Regions from separate parts of the Gasterosteus aculeatus genome. Here region 2 is linked to region 1. The links are chromatin contacts, called in public Hi-C maps. All regions are on one chromosome and are shown on one strand. The core of a region is the stretch at or near the end of the contact, and the rest is flanking DNA. Distances in the headings are between cores, read along the strand shown. Region 1 overlaps zbtb16a (zinc finger and BTB domain containing 16a). Region 2 holds the start of zbtb16a (zinc finger and BTB domain containing 16a).

What was found. Hi-C and Micro-C count contacts between places; a contact is called where the count stands out from the background.
Region 2: a Hi-C map of skeletal muscle shows a contact between it and region 1, with 4 times the contacts expected there. The contact joins the promoter of zbtb16a here to the enhancer-like site in region 1. A contact is called at or near these places in 2 of 6 Hi-C or Micro-C datasets (skeletal muscle and tail fin).

What each region holds. Positions count from the first base shown.
Region 1 is chr7:28,080,892-28,085,125 of fGasAcu3.hap1.1, forward strand. The region is part of intron 4 of zbtb16a (zinc finger and BTB domain containing 16a); the gene reads right to left. Among protein-coding and RNA genes, the nearest start is that of htr3a, 40 kb to the left of the region's middle. Within about 2 kb of position 2,255, at least 4 of the 9 cell types and tissues checked have open chromatin away from gene starts, as enhancers often do.
Region 2 is chr7:28,163,411-28,167,415 of fGasAcu3.hap1.1, forward strand. zbtb16a (zinc finger and BTB domain containing 16a) reads right to left here and starts at 1,816. Exons shown (of 7, transcript XM_040181271.2): 1 at 1,346-1,816.

The DNA.
Region 1 (4,234 bases), core at 1,005-3,504:
AACAAAAAGCTAATGGTTCATATCATTTTTAAAGGTCCCATTTGTGAGCAACATCTGGCCCATGACATTCACTTACTATGATGCATGCGGTTGAAGTTAAACTGGTGATTATAGGTGTTAAAAAGGCATTCGGGTTCAGGTTAAATTTGCTTAAAGTGCTTTTAAAGCAATTTCCAAAACGCGCAGCAAATGAGTGCGAAAAAAAAAAAGGGGGGAGTTCAGGCAGCTGTGACCTTGGAGCCAAACTGCGAGCGGCCGACTTGACTTTGTGGGTTGGAAGAAAAGCCTTTATTTATAGATGAGCTGTGTGTCGATCAAACGCCGTCGAGAGGAAAACGGCAGCCGCCAGAGAAGAGCAGGAGGAGGAGGAGGAAGAGCAGGAGGAGGAAGAGGAGGAGGAGGAAGAAGAGTGTCTGAGTGCCTGTGAGCGAGCGAGTGTTGCTTTTTGAAGAACTAATACAGTGGTGTGCCTCAATCTCACTTAATTCCATTGAAAGGAAATTGATTTGGGGGTTAGGGGTGTGGGGGGAGGGAGGGGGGGTCGCTCTCTTTCTCTCTTCATTACAGTTGTGATGAAGTCTTGTATCATGCTGCAGCGTGCAGCTGTTGCTCTATGATATACAATATTAAGGGACAACTTTAATGATGTCTGCAGGGGAAGTTGCTCAACGCAGCAACAAGTGGCAGGAAAGAACGCAACATAAATATTGAAATAGAATATGAATAGGGGTTACAGAGTAGCAGGGTTATGCAGTGTACGTGCAACTATCCGTCAAGGCAAACGTTGCATATTGCACATTTATTGTTGTGTATTAAATATTGAATCCAAATTCCATCAACAAGCCTATGGAACCCCAACCTTCAGTATCTATTCGTGGTCCATACCGCCAGCAGAGGTTTCACTTAACAGAGGGATTTTCTAAAATGTTGACAGGATCCAAAATAGTGCATCATTCATATTTCAGTGAATTACATGGCAGGACCTGATGAATATAAAACGTGGATATCACCCTTAAAAGTGCCTCTTTTTAGAACGTTTTTCCTGCTTTTTTTTTTTTTACATGCCTTTATTGCTACTGTGGCTCATGTGCTGGTTTCATGTTTTATTCAGGGGAGGATCCTACTGTGTCGGTCTCTATACTTTAGTCATACTGAAATGAACCTTGAGACCAAAGAGTGTTTCATATAAAGCTCTTCTGTGCGTTACCATTACGATGCGTCTCCATTATTTATAAAGTTACTCCCTAAGCTCGCCGTACAAGCCGGTTTGAACTGCCGAGTCCAATTACACAAACGGGAACGTGCACACAACAACGCGTGCTCGGGAAAATATTGGAAATATTTTGTCTTTCAATTCCCATCTTTGTCTTTTACACACCGGGGAGCTCCACTTATCACGATATCAGCGGGCAGCTTGTAGCTTTACTCACAGTGCAGTGTGCACGCTCGGGCAGATGAGAGGAGCTTCGTGTATTCGTCGCTTGCACGGGGAAATCAAAGGCAGCGGAGAAACTCGGCGAAGCTCAAAAGCTCCTCAGACGGAAAGGGAGAGGAGAGAAAAACAAGTGCTTTCAGTGCCAGGACTGTTAACAACCACCTGTATGCGCCCGCCTGTGGTTTCTAAAATAGCGCACACAAAAGAGCCGGTACCCAGGAGGAATTACCAACTAATCCTAAAATGATCTTTGGAAAAATGAAGGCTTTGGATAATATCCACTCAAAGCATGCAGACGTGTCACTCTCATGTAGATTCATTAGCCTTCGCCACGTGCGACCACAAATTCAGACTGAAATCCAAAATACTGCCAAATTCCAACGGGCTGAACTGAGTATTCTCCCTCGCTAGGATCAAATTGGGATTCAGTGAAGGCAGAAATGAAATCATTACTAAAAGGCCGTCATCTTAAGCCTCCATCTCGGGGGAGAAGTGAGAAGCCTGCTGCCCCAGATTGCCTAAAAATGCAGATAAGAAACGATCCCGCACCAGAAATTGGTCCTGCAGGACTATTCCATGGGAGAGATTAGTGGAAGATAATCATATAATTGCGACGACACCACCGACGGCAGCGAAACGACCACATAAAGTCGCCTCTGACTAAAGAACAGGCGCTTGAGATGAGTGGGAATAAAAGCGCTTGTGCGGCATGTGGCCAGCAGGGGGCGCTCCTCTGTCTACACACACACACACACACACACTGGTTCCCACTGGAGAGCCACAGCAACATGGGAGAAGCCCTCGTACGACCTTCCTGTCACACACAAAACAAAGCCTCTCACGTGGTGTATGGTGAGACGCCGCCGAGACGGTTAATGGCTGAGAATGGAGATCAGAAAGCAGTTTCGGGGGGTCAGGTGTTTGTCACCGAGCCCCCGGGTCACCGGGGGGGGCGGGGCGGTAAATGCTGTGCCGCCGATGTGCCGTTACAGTACAGGCACAGTCCGAGGCGTAAAGTCTCATTCAATTCAGATTCAGCAGCACAACGGCCCCTCAGAACAAGTGGAGGAGCATCCAATCAGCCGCTAAACGGGATCGACTCGGTCGGTTTGTGTGAATAAGGCATATTATTGATATCTTTGGAAGCACAAAAGATTCTTTTACTTTAAAGACGGGAAAGCAAAGTGTGTTGTTGACATCTTCTTCCCACGGTGTCTTCTTTATCTCCTTATTCTGCCAGCGCGTGTCTGCACCGCCGTCTCTATCTTTAGCTCCTCTTCCTCCTTTCCTCCCTTCCTCTAACCCCTCCGTCTCCGTCTCCAGGCCATATTTCTCCGTGGACAGAGCCCAGGAAATGAGCGCGTGGTGTGGGAGGGAGAGACCCGGACCTGCTGCTATAAATCCAACACTTTTTTCTTTTGGTGGTGGTGAGGGGGTGGGGGGGGCTTCTCCCACCTTGACCCCATTCCCGGCTCAGTACATCTGGCCTGCAAACAAGCAGACTGAAACACACACACTGTCGACAGTCTGCGACACACACCAGACACAAACACAACCTTCTGCTCACACACACACACACACACACACACACACACACATTCATTCGGGACGGCGCTCAGAAACGGAGCCAGCGTCTCTAACGCTGCACATGTGACCGAGCGACGCCACAATGGGCCGATCTGTCCGTGGAGACAACGAACCCTCGTCAAATTTCATTAAATGAGAAGGAAATCGTGGAACACCGATCATGAGTTGTTGACAGAAATGAACGTTGCGCATTCTTAAGTCGCTAATTCGATCATTGACACTCAACACTGAGGCCTCAGAGAGACTAACAGTCTCAAGTTAAACTGCTCACACCGCCACCTGTTTTAACGCCGTCTTGCCATTTTTTTTCTTTTTTTTTGGCGTCCAAAATGTTAAGTAAAGACGACAAGAATGTCATATGGATGACAAGAAGATTTCATTCCTAGTAGAACACCCTTCAAACGAAGAAGTCTTGAAAGAGAGGAAGAGACCTAATCTGCCTTAATCCACGAAAGGAACATCAACCGGAGCCTTTTTTTAAATCATGACGATTCCTTCATGGAACTTTGTCGATACACAAACACACCAGTTATCACTGGACAACGGACACCTCTGTCAGACAATTTAGTTCATGTTTATATGTATATTTTCCTACATGGTTTAAAAGATAACCGCCTAACCCTAATCAACTCATATTCAGTGACTGTCTTTTTGTGGTTGTAAAGCAACTTATTTATTACTTACTTATTATTATTTAAGTCAAACTGGCCACCAGTTATATTAATGGCTGCACCTCGAATGAAAGTAAAGCCTTTTTCTTCACATGTACTCCAATGGATGTTCAGATAAAAATACTCTGCGTGCCGTTATTGGTAAAGGAACAAAGGCTGCGGTCTTCACCGAGCTGCATTTTGGAATGTTCAAAAGACGGACTTTCTCCACTTTTCTCTGTCCCACCCTGTATAAGATGCCTGGCCTTTAACCTGACCCCGGCCCTCAGCCAGGGCGGTGGGGGGAGCTGGTTGCTTGCAGTGGTGGGGGTTAAAGTGTAATCCTGGTCCTGTGACCACAAAGGCTCGGGCCCCTAAGGGCCAAGGACCAGCCACATTTTCTGAATTGCAATGTTATCCCTCTGCAAACCCCTCGGACTGACTACATATCAAAGGATTACATTTGCGGGGCTCTTCTCTGCTCTGGAGTTCAACAAAGTGCCCACAAAGTCTTCCCTTAATCGCTTCATTTTTTACTTTTTGGGATTGGGCGGGAGGAGGA
Region 2 (4,005 bases), core at 566-3,065, 82 kb after region 1:
GCCAACTACATTCAGCCGCGAGGGCTCGAGCCCAACGCGGGCCGCTGACAACAACCGCCTGGCGCCGACTTCAACGGAAAGGCTCCACAATCAATCTGGTCACGAGTCGTCTGCCACGGCGCGCACGAGCAGCGCGCAATATTCCACACTGACACGCGCAAATGTGGGGGACAGCAAAATGCTACAGCATCGTTAACCAGACGGGGGGGGGGGGAGACATTGAGCGTGCTAAAAGTGCACGCGAGACGGACAGCTGGGACAATCTCACGCCGATTGAAGGCAGCTCTCCTCAGACCGGCGCACAGGTGGACTTTGTTTGTGACCAAATGAAAACACGCTAAAGGGGAACATTGACAGCTGATGAGGGGGGGGGGGGGGGGGAGAAATGAGAGAGAGAGCGAGCGATGCCTGAAGGGTGAAGAGGGGAGGACAAAAAAGGAGAGTGACACAGAGAGCGAGATCAGACAGTCTCGATAACAAATCAATTTGCCATTGCTTCGGTTACCAGCTCCCGCCCCCCACACACACCTCGCGCCGCGCGCGCGCTCCTGCGAATCGATTATCGGTCACCAATCACACGTCTTTAGCTGCCCGTCAATCAGCTGAAGATTTGGGTTCGTTTCGAGTAAAAAAAAAAACGACCAGTGTGCCCAGTCCTCTGCGTGATGTCATCACGGCCAAATGAGCCACACTGGTGCAACTGGAGACACGAGGACGGGCAACAGTGTCGCTGTTTAAAAATACATCTAGAAAAAAAAAAAAAAAAAGATCACAATACCCCTCAAAACGAGCCAACGCGATTTCTCCAGTAAAGTCACATGGAGCGGGGCGTCATGTGTTGTCTGTCTCCCGTTGGAACTGCCCAGACCTCACGTCCTCCAGCCGCGATCCCCGGCATACTAAACCCACCGCGGTGTGTGTGAGTGTGTGTGTGAGTGGGGTGTGTGGTGGTGGTGAGGGGCGTACGTCAACCTTAACATCTCTACAATAGATACCGTGTGTTAATGCAAACTTCAACACCTTCGCGGGCGCAATCAGGGGAAACACTTGTTTTCCATGCAGCGCCCCGCCGGTGCGCAGGTTCCAACTCGCGTGCCGAAGTCGCGTTCGGCTGTTAACTTCAGCGTGAGGTCGAACGGGGAGAAGCAACAAGAAGAGGAAGGAGGAAAAAAAGAAAAAGGAAGAAAAAAAAACGATCCCCGGCGCAATAAACGCATCCAAATATCCACATGGTGAATGAAAGTACACAGAGAGAAAACAGCGGCACGCGCGTGCGGAGTCGCGGCTCCGGGCACTTGTCGCCGCGGAAACTGCAGCCCGCGTTTCGCCCGGATTCGGTACTCACCCAAGTTGCACGTTTAATGATTCCGTACAGTGCAGGAGGAGCAGGAGGAGGAGGAGGAGGGAAGGAGGGAGCGCGGCTACAGCATCGTGAAGGCGGCTCGCAGTGGCCGCTCTCTCAACGCGCACTAACTCCTTTCTCTTCCCTCGCCTGAGCAAATCAACATCAGCGCTGACGTCAACGCAGCCAGACGAGCAGCAGGCCGGTCCAGCCACACGCGCAAACACACGCACACACACACACACACGCGCGCGCGCGCGCTGAACACTGAGAGAAGTGAGACACCTAGGGGGCTGTCTCGCGTCAAACGGCTGCGTTACAGTGCGCCGAACGACAGGCAGGGCGACGCCTTCCAGGTGTGACGGGATGCGCTCGCGGCCCGCAGGTGGAGCTCAAACTCCCGCCGGGGAGGGTTCGGCGGCCATGTGGGGGAAGAGTCTCCCCCCCCTCTCTCTCTCTCTCTTTCTGTCCTCCCTCCAATCGTTCAATGAAAGTCGACTTGGTCCGTGTTTGGGGCAGCAGAGGACGGCAAAGGTGAACGCGAGGCGCGCTGAGACGTCCCGCGTGATGAGACTGACGCAAGCATGTTTTATTGATCAAAACTGTTAAATTATCGTAATGCCAAAAGAGAGAAAACACCACACCAAGTTCTTGCGTCTCAACAGGTTCGAATCGGCCGCCTCGAGATGCTACAAGTGTTCACAATGATGTATTAAAGCTGAAGGAACCAAAGTCACCCCGGAAATGTGTAATGGTTTAATAATATCATTTTATAAAAGATCTAGTATTAAGTATTCTTCTTTTACTAATCAAACTATTATATATCAATATAAACGTTACATATTCAATTAGACATTATGCAAAAGAAAGACAAAAACCTCAGAGAGCAGATTCGATGTGTACATTTAACTTTTGATATATCGTACATGCGTGTCGTTCGTCAAACAAACGCACAATGTTCATATACCAAAGGTTAAAAGGATGCATATTTTTCATTCCTTAGTGTCAATTGTGTGTGAACTAGATTACAAGCAAAAAAGCACACAAAGAAATAAAATTAATTATAATGCAATTGATTTAAAAGATTTAAAAAAAAAACTTGCAGGAGCGGTCTGCTTTTAAGATACTGACACTAATTTGAAGAAAGGCCATGAAACTAAATAAACTGCACATGGGAACCAGTGGCCCCTTTTTTCTTATGCGGTAAAAAGATGTCGTCGATGATCGATATGGTGAACGACTCTCAGGCGAATGCTTTCGCGGTGCATTAAGAGGCCTTAATTGTTTCTTAGCATAGCAATCATTTTTCTGTTGCTTTGTTTCTGCTGCGCAGTGGATGGTACACCTCATTATAGTTTGGCCTGACATACCTCCTGGAGTCTTTTATGGTAAAAGCATACTTTAGAGCTTCTCTGAAAGGAAACTTGATTGATACTTTTGTCTTAATGACGATTACTGACTGGGAGCCATCTCGTACTGATGGTTTCATTTCACAATATTTTATTCCTATTGATGTTATTTCTTTAAGTGCTCCTGGAAAACTCTTACTTTGTCTTTGTTTGCAAAGTCTGAAATATAAATTATTCTGCATTTAAGCACTTTGTTTGTCTCGGTTTGATTGTAAAATCATGGCTGAAGCAGGAGAAGGAAGAGGAGAATATCACCACAATGTGTGTGTGCATTTCTGTCTTGTTTGTACAGACATGCATGCTCGCTTTTGACTTTGTTTTTAAATCTTTTTGTGAAGCCCATCAAAGATTTTGACACACTGGCACAAACCTTTTTTGTCTTCTAGAAGATGCATCCTAATGATTTCTTTGATCCCTCGCTTTAGTATTAAGCCACCAGCGGGTTGACATATGCCTGCTCGTATAGAAATAACAGATTGGATATTTTATATGATATTTACTTATTAAAATGAAACGTACCTACCACTGACTGACTGGAAATAAAACAGCAGGTAAAGCACATCCAACAACTGAGGGTTGCAGAGCACCTTACGTGAGGAGCCTTGCCAAATGGTGCAAGGACGACCTGTTCAACCCAGCCGCAGTAAGACCCTCGAGCTGGGATGGAGTCATCGTCCAGGAGGACGAGTTCAGTCACCTCGCAGCCGGAGGCTCACATCAACACTCCACAGACTATGAGGCTGATCAAATAGAAGCAACGGACAAGTCGGGCCTGAGCAGCCCATCTGAGGGAGGCCGTCCGGTGTCTGCAACGCGTCACTCAGTGGCTTCCGTCAATCAGCAGCGGACGACGGCACACTGTGGTTTGCGGCGGTGCGCTGAGGGGGAAGGATTAGCATTATCACCAATATTAACCGATAACAAAAGGTGTCTCGTAGCCAAAGAGTGAGGCTTGGTCAACGGTGTTAAAGAGTTGCAAACAACAACCAATGAGAGTCAAATGCTTTGGCATGGCATGACACAGCGGTTCAGTCTTATTTGAAGGTCTTCGTGGCCGCAGGCAAACTTCTCTGAAAAATCTGCTCTGACACGGACATTAACGTTTGCATTGGTTTTCTGGATTCGAGGCATTCCGTATTTAAATCTCTGGACTTGTTAGTTTCCCAGAGGCAGAAGTGGCTCATGCGCCACTTTGTGGACTAGTAGCTCTCAGTATGCTTTAAAATCGTACTTATTTTAGTCAGAAGTTGTTTG